2 separate regions of the Hordeum vulgare genome follow, and region 1 is linked to region 2. Evidence: chromatin contacts called from public Hi-C data. All regions are on one chromosome and are shown on one strand. The core of a region is the stretch at or near the end of the contact, and the rest is flanking DNA. Distances in the headings are between cores, read along the strand shown.

Region 1 (6,662 bases), core at 2,503-5,002, 150 kb before region 2:
GTGCGCTCTATATGGTTCCGTAGGCGGGCATGCCTTAGATTGAAAAGTTCTTTCGGATTCTTTGGACGAGGACCACTTCTACCAAAATCTTGTAGATGATAACGGACTCCACGGTACGGAGCTAGAAACTGTGGCGTATTTGCGTAGTCTCCGTCAACCAAATAGTACTTGCCCGGAGGTACATGAAAACCAGATTGAATGGCAAATTTCAGTACTCCAGCATCTGAGGCAGACCCCTCCCAACCAGCTGACACATAAACAAAGTTGAGATCGAAGTCACAGGCGACCATCACATTTTGGGAGAGGGTCCCCTTTCTATTCCTGTATGGAGCAGCCTCATTGGATGCTATGGTCATGGGAACATGAGTCCCATCTATTGCCCCTATGCAGTTCTGCATTAAACAAGTTATGGTCACTATACGTGATACTAAGGGATGATATAAATCCTAAAGTACATATCAAGGGATGGCGTGTACCTCAAAGAAAGGCCAAAACTGGGGATTTGTTGATATTTTCCAATGAGTATCTAGCGAACCATGCTTGATAAAGTCAAACGCCAATGAACTCATAGCGTTGAAGCATCCATTGATATGTCTATGCACCGTTTCCGGACTGTGCTGAAATCTATCAGTCAGCGTACGATAACTCGCATTCCTGGAAAGCATGTACATAAACATCCCTAGTTGCTCTTCAATGCCGACTCCTTTTGAATTTCGTAGAAGTTTTCTAGATCTAAGATGGTCGCATAGAGCTTGGAAGATGTGGGATTCCATCCTAAGAATATCAAGGCACCGTTGAGGGTGGCCATCCAATATTTCTCGGATATACTTAGCTCCCGTAAGAATGGATGTGTTCATTGGAATTTTTTCTCTCCTAGAAGATATACAATATAATGTTGGGAAGACAAGAAACATCATCTCCTCCTCCTCTTCTTCAGAATCAGTACATGACTCATACCCATCATCATGGTTACTCGTATCCATTATCTAGCGAGAAGAGATTACAAAATAAATACCTCAACTCTCCTTCAAAGTAAATACAACAGTGTATATAATCTATGTTATGACAATGAAAATAAAAGGATCACTAGCACATTAGTTCCTTGCCAAATGACCGAACCTGAATACTAACAAGGAACTATGAACAAGGAACTATGATTGTTATTAGCACACTAGTATTCAGATTCTTATATTTGTATTTTAATAGCACACTAGTATTCAGAACCTGAAACCTAGAACGATCCTAATAGCACACTAGTATTCAGATTGTCAGTAATTTATTAGTAGCAGGTTCAATCTATAATATCATCACTAGCCATTCTTGGGGAATTTTTTTATGGTTGTACAACTACTCCATAATCACCGCTAAGCTTTTATGAAAAGAAATGAAACTTTACAATGCATAATAATTGACTGTCAAACGTGTGCATTCAGTTAAGCTGGTGAGCAGGAAGGAACATATCATGCCATCCCCACATATCATGCTGGTGAGCAGGAAGGAACATATCATGCTGGTGAGCAAGGCCAACGTTTTGGGCCTTGCTTAAACAACGGTTAAGCTGCTGCATGCACACCTTCCACTGAATCAGATGTTTCTGATTCAGAGTCGATTCGGTTCTCTACTGCACGGTTCAGACACCTCCTGTTGATTCAGTTCTCGCCAGGGAGTTCGTGCCCATGGGCGTCATCGCCGACGCGCTGAACCCACTCGCCAAGGAGGCCTTGCCCGCATGCCTAGAGGTTCGACTAAAATGCATCGGGCCATGGAGCGCTACCATCCCGGAGGAAAAAAGAAGAGGTGCCGATCACTCTAGTAGAGGAGGGCAGAAGAGGAAGGAACATACCTTCGATGGAGGGGAGTAGGCCGTGGAGGAGGAGGGAGTCGCCGTCGCGGTTGGAGTCACCGTCGCGGTTGGAGTAGGCCGTGGAGGAGGGAGTCGCCGTCGCGGTTGGAGTAGGCCGTGGAGGAGGGAGTCGCCGTCGCGGTTGGAGTAGGCCGTGGAGGAGGAGGGAGTTGCCGTCGTCGTGAGCGAGTCTTCGTCGAGGTCAGGAGCGAATCCTCGTCGTCGTCGCGCCTCGCCTCGTCTCGTCGTCGCTTCGTCGCGCCTCGCGGACACCGGCGATGGCGCCCCCGGCGGCGCACCCTCCTCGATCCGGTCTAGGTTTCCAGCGAGAGGAAAAACGACGAGGTGTGGAGAAAAACGACGGGACCTGGTCTGTATCGAATACGGGCCTGTTACAGGTGTAAACTCTAATACGAGTGTAAATCTTACGGCCCAAAAACGACCAACCAAGCAGCCCATCTGTATCTTTTTTACGTGTGTATATTTTACAAATGTATTTAGGCCCAAAACGACCAACCAAGCAGGCCTTAAGAAAGATCAATCTACTTGGCCAAAGCAAATCAATAGACGAGAGAGATTTATGAAGTTATGATGATCATGCACATAAGAATCATATTTAGAATTCAAAGAAGACTCGAATATTTATCACAAACGTGATCGGAGAGAGGAACGTCGCAGATGTGGGTGGCGTTGGGTACCTCGGAGTCAGAGGAGAAGGAGGAGCCTAAGGGGTTGTTGCTGCAACCGGAGGAAGACATGGCAGCGGCGGCTAGGGTGGAGCGGCGACACATGTAGGGTTAGGGTTTGGAGCGGCGCGACCGAGAGGTGGCGACAGCGCGAGTGGGAGGGCAGAGACGCGGATAGGCCGATGGGGGCGGCAACGCGGGGTGTAGCGGCGGCTATGCGGCGACGCGGAGGAGGCCCGGCGGGGCGACGCCTAGGGTAGGCGCAACGACGGCTAGGGTAGGATCGGTTAGGGTGATACCATAGAGAGGAATATGATGCAACTCTCGATGTATTGATCGGGTGCAAGCGCACGTATATATGATGCTTTTCGTTGGGTGCATTGACTGACCATTTAAAAAAGCGGATACGAACAGACGGACGATCGACCGGAACGAACAAAAAGCGGACAAAAACGCTGTCCTTTCAAGTTCTTCTTAGGGTTTGCATGAGGATGTTGATCACCGTGTGGGAGGACTACCCACCATCCGTTTGCGGTCAGAATCGAAGCACGAGACGACCGGAAATAATCACAACGACTTGAACATACTCCCATCTCTTCTTAAATACAAGACCTTTTAGACATTTACTATGAGCTATATACGGAACAAAATAAGTGAATCTATATTTTAAAAAAATCCTGTATTTAGAAACCGTGGGAATACTCTCGTGCAGCTTTCTCTCCGAAAATATCGGAGCGCAGAAACGAAGCCTACACTCTATCAAACAACCGAGAAGACCGGAGAAATCATCTTCCTCTCGGGAAACCAGATCCAAAAGCTGGAGAATCGAATATACAGTACAAAGATCAAGCCCTAACAACCTTCCCCGTCCAACAACACTCGAATCCAATTAAGAAAGAAATAAAGGTGAAAAAAGGCTTCACAAAAGTACAATTTTATGATTTTATCCCATCTCCATCCGTCCGTCCGCCCCTGCCCCTCTCTCATCGCATCGCATCATCATCCCTCGTCATCCCCCTGCCCTCCCCCCCTCCGCTCCAAACCCGCCTCCCCCGTCTCCTCCCAGAAACACACAGTTCCCATCCCCGTTCCCAAGTCCCAACCCAACCCGCACGCGGCCTCCGGCGACCACGCGCCTCCCTCCCCCGCAAAACCCTAGCCCCCCGCCCCCCTCCGCCGGCGCCGCCGGCCCGCCTCCCCGTCCCCGCCCGCCCGGATCGCGCGGGGCGCCCCTCCGCCGCCGCCGCAGCCGCCAGCCCGAAACCCTAGCCCACTCCCTCCCTTGCCCGCTCGGATCCGCCATGGCCGAGAGGAAGCTGGATCGATTCGCCGCCCTCGGGAAAGGTGAGCCCCTCCCGATCCCCCGCTCGCCCCGGCCCGCCCTGCGGGCCGGGAGATCCGATCTGCCCCGCTCGCCCGTCGGTTGGCCTTGCCAGCGTATAGGTAGATCTGTGTGGTTGCCTTCTTCGCGCCCCCGATTTGATGTCGTGCTTGTCTCGCAGATGCCCTCTCGCTCGGGATCGACGAGGATAGGTCCACCGCCGCCGCCATGGGTTTCGTCGACGATCCCAAAGGTCCGTACCGTCGCTTCTCCCGGAACCGCATCAGTGTTGCTTCGGCTCTGTTTTTTTTTATTCTTCTGCTTCGGTATTAGCTGTCGGGGGGTTACCATGGTACGCAGGTTGTTTTTTGCTCTACTGTATATTGGATTTGGTTCGTGGGAAATGGAATGGTCGCTGGTAGCGTGCTTGCGTGTCTGCACGTGTGGACCTGTGTGTTCGTGCGTGCGTGCGAGCGACTGTGTGCTTGCTTGCCTGCCTTTGGGGTGGCAGTCTGAGTGCGTGTGTGAGCTATTGTGTACGTGTTTGATGGATATAATAGCATGGTCTTACTGAGTCGTTGACCCTGAAAATCTATTGCTCTTGCAGATCAGCAGCACCTGGAGAACAGCATTCCTCTGTCCCCTCAGTGGCTTTATGCCAAACCAAGCGATGCCAAGGTTTGTCACTGGTTTCCTATTTCTGTATCCATTCAGATGTGTGGGTGTAGTAAGGAGTTTTTAGTCAGTATTATTTACCCAGGGTGTTTACTGGGTGCTGGTACAAGCATGTATTAACTGCAGAACACCTGTTTGCAGATTTCAGCGCCTCATGGGTCCTTGCTTGAACCTTCTGAGAAAGATGTGAGGATGCTCGAAGGCTCTGGGGCTAAGAAAGAGCGCCGTCGGAATGCATTTGATGCTGGTTGGCTTGATGAGGAGAGGGAGACGAGCTTACTTGGGAGGAGGGATCACAAGAAGGAAGTGGACCGGGAGGTGGAGAACCGTAAAAATGATCGCCGATCTGACAATGTTTCTGCAAGGGACAACAACGATTCACGGCCAGCTCCTACATCTGGAAGGTGGGATGATGGCTCCACCAGAAATTCAGGGAATGAAGGTAGGCGTGATGGAAAATGGTCATTAAGATGGGGACCCGACGACAAGGAGAAGGACTCCAAACCAGAAAAGAAGATGGATGCAGAAAAGGATGAACCTCATGGTGAGAAACATACACTTCCTGTAAGGCTGCTGCCTGAGTCAGACTCCCGTGATAAATGGAGACCTCGTCACCGGCAGGAGCCTCAGACTGGTGGTACAGCAACATACCGTGTTGCTCCAGGATTCGGATTGGAGAAAGGACGTGTGAAGGAATCCAATGTTGGTTTTGCCCCTGGAAGAGGCCGGGCAAACCCCAACTCAGTTCCATCCTTCAGCCGTCCATCATCTGCTGGACCAATTGGTGCTCCACCTGTGTATGGGAGGCGTGCGGCAAGTGCTGGTGCTTTTCGCTACCCAAGGGGTAAACTTCTTGACATATACAGGCAACAAAAGGTCGTGCAGTCATTCGAAGATGGCCGACGAATGCTGGAAGAAGTTCCTCCCATAACACTCTCTAGTTCTGTTAAGCCACTAGCCTTTGTCACCCCTGACAACAATGAAGAGGTAACACTTCAGCCACCTCCTTCATGGTTTCTTATAAAGTGTCTGTTCACCAGTTAACTTCTATATCACTACTACCTAGTTTATTTATCCGTTTGTGTTCTATACAGGCTGTTTTGGAAGATATTAGGAAGGGCAGGGTCACCAGCAGTGAAGCGACGAATTCAACTGCATCCCAAAAGGAGAGAAACAAAGATCTTGAAGGTACGCACATCATCATGGGATGCATATATTACCGTCTGCCATATGATTCTTCTGTTCCTTTTGAGTATCATCTGATATTACAATTATTATTTCAATCCAGCTTTTGGTATTGATGCCAACAAGGATAAAAGCGCTGAAGCATTTAGCGGGTTAAGTCAAGAAGGATCTGCTGCTTTAATATCAGAGAAGGATGCATTTTACAATGACGGGATGCTCACAGGTGGTATTACAGGCCCACCAAAGAAGCCTGCCGACGAAAATGCTCCCAGTCATCCGCATGGACTTTCTGGCATGAGGGATGACACACAGTTTAATGAGGTCAAGTCAAGTGCTGATATCGATCCTAGCACCAAGTTACCTGATGATTCAAATGCACAGTTCAATGTAAATGTTGAATATCCTACTGGTCAGGCTAGTTACACTGAAACAAAAGCTGGTGGCCAGGAGAGTTACCCAGAGGAGTTGACCCTATACTATCTGGATCCCCAAGGAGGTGTGCAGGGTCCATTTATGGGTACTGATATAGTTTCCTGGTATGAGGATGGATATTTTGGATTGGAGCTACCTGTGCGTCTAGCTCAGGCTCCAGATGATGCTCCTTTTCGCCCACTTTCTGACCTCATGCCGTACCTTGGACATAAGCCTCAATCTCTCCCACCTGTATCCCGTGGTGGAAGTGCTGAATCTCCGGATTCTGTACATAACAATTTTGAAGACGCACTTCCTACTTCTGGTTCTTTTGGGAAGAGTGATCAGACAACTAAGGCGGACTCTGGAAATTATGCAGCCAATCCTACAAGAGGTGACCAGGAAGCACCGTTACAGTCACATACTAGTTGGTTCCCCTCAGTTGAAGCACAAAAGACTGAAGCAAACCCAGATATTCGTCAGCAGCGCATTCCTGAAACTGTGAGTCATGATGCTGAAGGTTAGTTTCCTTCCTTTTCAG
Region 2 (7,431 bases), core at 457-2,956:
AACAAACATGGATACATAGGTTCATCAGTCAACCAAGCTCCCTTTTTTGCACAAATAATCGGACAAGCGGAATGCGGAAAAGGATCGATGTTTTTTACCTGAACCGGAGGGAATTCTGGCGATGATCAAAAGAGCAGCAGGAGTAGAACTGAGGATGACCCTGATCCATTCCACTAAAACCCCAGAGCAAGAAGCCTCTTTTGAGTTTTGGACACCACAAGTGAAAAAAATCGACATAAAAACTCATCACAACCCCAAGAACAACAACAACAACAACAACCTAAAGGTAATCAAAGCTTCGCCATAGCTGCGTGCATACAGTTTTCTCTCCTTCCTTGGTTTCTCCTTCTGCAGAAATTAACAGAAACAGATGTGATGATAACTGGTAACTGGACGACAGCCTGCTACTGGCCGGACTCCTCCTCGGAGTCGCCGTCCTCGCGCTCCTCCTCCCCGTCCTCCTCCTGCTGCTGCTGCTGGTGATGGTGGTGCTGTTCGTGGTGGTGGTGCTGATGAGGGTGCGGGTGCTGCAGCTGCCCGCTGGCCCCGGCGCTGCCGACCTGGTGGTAGAACTGGCTGAGCACCCCGATGTGGCCCTCCTGCGACAGGCCGAGCTCCAGCCCCGGTATGGCGGCCGCCGCGTGGCTGGCGAACATGGGCGCGAACCCGATGTGCCCGCCCATGCCCCCCGCGCCGCCGCCCGGCAGCTCGATCCCGGCGGGGAGGCCGATCCGCTGCATGAGGCCGCCGATGCCCCCGCCGTCGGCGCCAGAGGAGTTCATGAAGCCGGCCTGCGAGAACCCCGCGGAGGCCGGCGGCGGCCCCCACATGTGGTGGTGGTGGTGCGGGCGGCCGGCGAGCGCGGAGGTGGGGGACGGGAGCGAGGGCGCGACGGAGGAGAGCGCGGACGCCGGGATGGTCCCCGTGCCGGTGGCGGCGACGATGGCCGGCTCGGCCTGCTGCAGCAGCCACTGCACGGTCTCGCCGTCCGACTTGTGGCCTAGCTCGCGCGTGAGCTGGAAGATCCGCGCCGCGCAGAGCGCCGGCATCCGGATCCGGCGCCCCCGGCCGTCCACCTTGGTGTGGCGGTCCTTGTTGGAGCTGCGCTTCGGCCCCAGCGCCTGCACCCTCCGGTCCCCCGCCGCCGCCAACACCACCTGCTGCTGCGGCGGCGGCTGCTCCTTCCCCCCGCCTCCGCCCGCGTCCTCCTGCTGCTGATGCACCTGGATTTGCAGCTGGTGCTGCGGCGGCGGCGGCTGCTCCTGCTGCGGCGGATGGTGGTACTGCTCGCGATCCAGCTGCTGCTGCTGCTGCTGGTGCTGGTGGTGGTGGTGCTGGGCGGGCGTGGTGGAGGGGGAGGAGGTGGTGGTGGTGGCCGTCGCCGCGGAGGTGGGCTCCGCTTTGTTTGGCGGTGGGGGAGGGGGGAACTTGGGGTCCATCTCCACGCCCACACGCAAACCAACGACACCACCAACTTGCCGTCCGGCCGGCCGTCCGTCCGTCCGTCCGTCCCCCAAAACCAACAACTTTCTTCTTCCTCCTCCTATCAAATCCCTCCCCTCGCTCAAAAACCAGGCAAGAACGAGGAGGAGGAGGAGACCAATAATGGACCGCAGATGGCGACGGGGAGGGAGAGAAGAGAAGACGCCGGGGAGGGAGAGAGATAGGGGATGGGATGGAGGGAGGGAGGGGGGAATAAGAAAATCCAGGGAAAGAAGATAGATAGATAGATAGATACCACGCCCACTTTCTGGATTTTTACTCTGCTCTCCGGACTTTCTTCCTCCCCTGCAATGTCTTTCCCTCCTCCACTGTCATTTCTTGGCTCTCTTTTTTTAGCTTTTTTCAGCTTTGGTGTGTTAATCTTGTCCAGGGTTAGGGTTAGGATCTACTAGGAGGGTGCTTTTGGCTAGTAACTTAAGTGATGAAGTGCTTTGGTGGTGTAATTTTTACTGCCCTCTTTTGGGGTTGAGCTGTGGTTGGTGGTGGTAGAAGTGAGGTGAGGTGACTGAGACTGACTGAGGCAGGAGGGGTAAAATGGAACAATGGTGGAAAGGGCGAGGGGGCAGAAAGCTGTCAGACAACAACTGCATTCAGGCATTTTGTTACATCCACTTGGACCTCTACACTTGGAGTAGCTACGATTTTTTTGGACAACTACTGTATCTGGAAATACTACAGCCTATGACCATCCTGAAACGTACCCTAGCTGGTTATATCTGAATTGCAGTTTACAATTTCTCTCTCTCAAGATTTGTATTGCTTCGGGTAGAAATACAGCATGGCTTTTATTTCATACTCTCTCTGTTTCATAACGTGGTGCATATTTTATTTTGTTTTGAAAAGTCAAGCATCGCAAACTTTGATCGAATTTATGGAGAATAATATTTACGCCTAGAATGCCAAACTTATATCATTAGATTCATTATAAGATGGACTTTCATACTTTACATATTTTTGTATTGTAGATATGAATAGTTATCTCTATAAAGCTTTGTCAAAGTTATCAAAGTTTGATTTTTTTTTAAATCTATACGCACTATACTATGTAACGGATGGAGTACTAGTTAATTGTTTGTGTGTTTTTATAGTGGCATACATAGGTTCAACATCAATCGTGTACGACATATACATTATACCCATTATATTCTAATGTGGGAAGTGCTTTGATTCGATAAGATTGAGTTAATAGAAAAGGTTTCATTTGAGTCGGTTGCCCATATCCAACATGTTGCTATAATGGTTTGAACTGATTGAGTTAATGTAGTTACCTTACATCATCAACGGGGCCTTGCAAAAGAGTTTATTTGATTTAATTGAGTTGATGCAATTACATACAACCCATCAATGGAGGCGCTATAAAGAAATTGACTTTATTTCATTGCTGTAAATTCCAAACAAAACAAATATAAGGGCATCTCCAACGTCGACCCTCAACCTCCCGTAACCTATTGTCCAACTAGTTGATTGATTTATTCACTCAATGTTGGTCGACACATTATATATGGCACACACGCGCTGTCGTGGCGTACCACATGAAAGAGGGACGACCATCTGTATGCACACATTGTTGGATGAAGCTGAAAGGGCAGTATATGTGAGACGGCATGATCCGTTGATCAACAACTTGTTGTACATCTGCTTAATTGGAGACGTTGTTGTACTAGAATTAATTTGCATGCATGATATGTATGGATGATTTGTGATATTTCCTATCAAAATTTTGATGAATATCGTCCGGTTTGCATGAATTTTGTTTGGTTTGTTAAAATGTGGGCTGAAATGTATGCAGCTAATGTTGGACGTCGTCCTCCCGCATCCGTGTTCGCGGACTGATGCCCCAACCCCAAACCCACCCACCCCACCCCCGGTTTGCGGACAGATGCGGGAGGAAATTTGCGTGTTGCTGTTGGAGATGCCCTAGCCCCGTGTAAAAAACATCTAACTTAAATAATATTAGAGGATTCAAATCCTTAGATTTAAGAACTTTTTGACAAATACCTTTCATAGAAAATTAAACACGCACTCACACCTCTAGAAAATAGTCTATTGTTTTATTTTCACTAATACGCAAGATTGTGTATCATTTCAATGATAGATGAAGGTGAAATCTATTGTTTTTCCGGTGACTTGATCAAAGAAACGAAAACATGGTAAGATGCAAATAACAAGGTATTTCAGTTTTGCATCTTTAGAATCGTGTGAATAAGATATTTCAATGTTGCTGCTATAGAATCGTGCCAATAAAAGATGCCCTAATAATATATGAAACATCAAACTTGTATTATCAGATGGTTTACAAAAATATTACTTTTACAATGTATAGTTAGTTTTATCGTATGTGAGGGAACATGTCGGCACATATATTGATGATCAAACAATTGTTTTGTAAAATGACATGGCGTGACCTACAAAACTTACATGTAGGATCGAATAAAGTATCGAAACACCACTTTGTTATACAACTTTAGTAATGCATCAATGGTCGAAGATGTTATATCCAGCTTGTGAGTCATATTATCTAAGACTATCCATAATGAAAAGTAAGTTACACTAGTAAGAGGCACATGACCCTACACTATGTTACTAGTACCATCATAGTGGGTAGTAATATAAGTATGGTGTTATGCAAAGGTTCATTTACTATGGATTCATATTTTCTTGGGATATTTGACTAACATATTATGTTACTATCACAAACCATTCTCTCTTTATTAATTACTTGACACATCAGCTTATTTACCTAGGTGGCATCTATTTTACTACTCCATTATGGCTAGTTTAAGCGGCCATTGCTTTCTATAAGCTATTTAATCATTAGTGCAATCATTTGTTCTCGTTATTTATATTAGCCGCCACCCGTCTATTTTTTTGAAGCATGCCCTTTTTCATGCCATCTTTCACTAAATGTTTTGATCCGTTCGACGATCACCGGTGACACACGAAAAAAAACATAATAGTCGTGGTGGCTCGCTTCTTCGAAAGTTTGATTCGCCATTTCAAGTCCATACACGAGGTAAGTAGAAACATACTCCCTTCGTTTCATAGTGTAAGAGTATTTTTTTTCTTGAGGAATAATGTAAGAGTATGTTTCATACTATACCGACGTAAAAAACGCTCTCATATTACGTGCCGGAGGGGTATCATTTCTAAAATTAGAATGTAAAATTACCACGCAGCTGTTTTTTATTTTTCCTTTTTTGGGGAATGTTCCATGCAAGTTGTGCACGCGTAGGTAGGTGCTTTGTGGGTGTAGCAGTGGTGGTGCATCTAGTAGGAGATATAGATTCCTGGCCGTCCCTGTCCGTTCCTTTCGCTCCCGGGTCTCCACCAATGGGTGCCGGCAGTGTGGCTCCTTCAGATTTTTCATTCTTTATTTTCATGGCGATGATGATGGATGGAGGACGGGAATGGATAAGCTCGTGACTGTGGCAGTGGAGGTGGGCCAGGCTCCGGTCAAACGCGATGGCCCAGTGAACCGGGCCTTAACCAACCAACCAACCCCCGTGTCTATTCCTCGCCCGACAGCTTAATTGGCATCTAGTTACCCCACTTGGACTTGATATACAACGAAATTTCCAGTTCAGAGCTTTCTTTAGACCAGTTCACAGCTAAATTGGCGCCTAGTTACTCCACTTGCATCACGTATTCTACACACCAGCTAGCAAAAATATACGGTTTGGTAAGTACATTGAATGGGAAATAAAATTTGGGAGGCATGGTTTCGTTGACGCTGAACATTGCACAGGGCGAGTCTCCTCATGGATTGATTACAGGACATGGCTTGGTTGACGCTGAATGAGACCTGACCAGACACAGTACAGGGACCGAGGGACGCATCTTTCTGGTTTCTACTTCCTCCGTAAATTAATATAAGAGCATTTAGAATACTATTTTAATAATCTAAACACTTTTATATTAATTTACAGAGGGAGTAGTACGTAAAAGTCAAAGAAGAGACGTGGAAAAAGTAAGCCTGCGGGATGGGCAGACTGAATAACTTGAGTTAATTGCAAAAGACTATCACAATTCGGGCCTTATTCATAAGTTGGTGCCATCTTTTAAATTTTTTGCAAATACGTATCAAGATACAAGCTGTATTTTACAGATCCTGTATTTCTACGTATAGATGCTCTTTCTGACACATATGACCCACCGGTCAGTCTCTTACAGGGAAAACCGGCCTGAACCGCTTTGGCCGGGGGAAAACCGTCTCTTTCTCTCTCTCTCTATGCGGCAGCAGCAGCGGCAGTCGACCAATAGGCCCCCGGCGACGGCGGTGACAAGTCGAGCCCGGCCTACCAGCGGCGGACCTGGGACGCGGTGAGGCGCAGCATGACCGGCCTCGTCAACAAGGCCACCGCCGCCAACGTCCGCCACGTCCTGTCGGAGCTCCTCGCCGAGAACCTTGTTCGCAGGCGCGGCCTGCTCTGTCGCGCGCTGCTCAGGTCCCAGGCCGCCTGCCCGGCCTTCACCGACGTGTTCGTCGCCATCGCGGCCGTCGTCAACTCCAAGATCCCCGTCGTCGGCCGGCACCTCCTCGTCTGGCTTGTGATCCGTCTTAGGTGCGCCCACGTCGCCGGCGACAAGCCCCAGCTGGCCGCCGCGGCGAGCTTCGTCGCCCACCTCGTCAACCAGGGCATGGCGCACGAGTTGTTGGCGCTGGAGCTCGTTGAGATGCTCCTCGCCGAGCCCACGGACGACGGCGTGGAGGTGGCTGTCGGGGTCGTCACGGAATGCGGCGCTGCACTTAGCATGTCGTGCCCCAGGTAGCTCGACACCGTGTTCGACGCTCTCTGGAGCATCCTTGTCGACGTCGACGTGGACCGGCGCACCGGGTTCTTGATCGAGGGCCTCTTTGCTGTCCGGAGAACTCAGTTCCGGGGGCACCCTCCAGTCCGCCCGGAGCTTGACCTCATCGAGCAGCAGGACCAGTTCACGCATCAGGTCGAGATCCCCCTCGAGGACAGCCATGGCGATCAGCTCGACCCCAAGACCCATCTCGACGTGTTCAAGCCTAGTGCCACCTTCCTGCACGATGAGGCAGCCTACGAGCACCTCAGACGAAGCATGCTTGGCGTTGACCCCGACGACGACGACGAAGACGACGAAGACAAGGATGACGAGTCCGACGGCGATGGGGAAGACATGGAGGTGATCAAGGACGAGATGGACACCAACCTGATGAACCTCCGGCGGACGATATACCAGACGATCATGTCGAGCGCCGGCGCCGAGGAGGCCGGGCAGAAGCCCCTGTCTGTGGTGCGGCCGGGCCAGGAGGCGGAGCTCTGCGCCATGCTCGTGGAGTGCTGCAAGCAGGAGAGGGCGTCCAACACGGAGTCGGGCTGGGAGAGAGCGCGAGTGCGGCTGGATCCGGTCCGCATGGAGAGAGAGAGAGAGACGGTTTTCCCCAGGCCAAAGCGGTCCAGGTCGATTTTTCCTGTAAGAGACTGACCGGTGGGTCATATGTCAGAAAGAGCATCTATACATAGAAATACAGGATCTGCAAAATACGGCATGTATCTTGGTACGTATTTGCAAAAAAAATTGAAAGATGGCACCAACTTGTGAATACGGCCTGAATTGTGGTAGTCTTTTGCAATTAACTCGAATAACTTGGTTGTAGGACCAACATGTACATGACCCACGGGAACAAACCGGAGCACGCCGAGGCCAGTCGGCGACACGACACGGCGCTTGTTCGAAACGGAAATTCCTCCACATGCTAGTGGTGTTGGGCTACGATGCGGATCGACGGGTGCGGTTGCTTCTTTAGGCGGATAAAATTTGTGTTATAACCTTTTGTGCCATCAAGATTCAAAAATGACCTTGTTTTAAAAAACTTATTCTAAAACTAACATGTCTTAGTCACGCCAATATCTCTGATGTGTGGTTACACGAAAAACGTCACGGTCCCTCGCGTCTAGC

Evidence for each region. Hi-C and Micro-C count contacts between places; a contact is called where the count stands out from the background.
Region 1: a contact with region 2 is called in a Hi-C map of leaf, with 2.9 times the contacts expected there. The contact joins the promoter of LOC123445275 here to the promoter of LOC123445274 in region 2. A contact is called at or near these places in 2 of 6 Hi-C or Micro-C datasets (leaf and seedling) and 1 of 1 datasets of contacts at active chromatin or transcription factors (embryo).

The regions. Positions count from the first base shown.
Region 1 is chr3H:577,816,170-577,822,831 of MorexV3_pseudomolecules_assembly, reverse strand. LOC123445275 (protein ESSENTIAL FOR POTEXVIRUS ACCUMULATION 1) reads left to right here and starts at 3,752. Exons shown (of 10, transcript XM_045122240.1): 1 at 3,752-3,873; 2 at 4,032-4,103; 3 at 4,458-4,528; 4 at 4,667-5,512; 5 at 5,620-5,713; 6 at 5,814-6,641. The coding sequence starts at 3,831.
Region 2 is chr3H:577,665,030-577,672,460 of MorexV3_pseudomolecules_assembly, reverse strand. LOC123445274 (transcription factor TCP20-like) reads right to left here and starts at 1,706. Exons shown (of 2, transcript XM_045122238.1): 1 at 99-1,706. The coding sequence starts at 1,439. The coding sequence ends at 405. It also overlaps the pseudogene LOC123442082.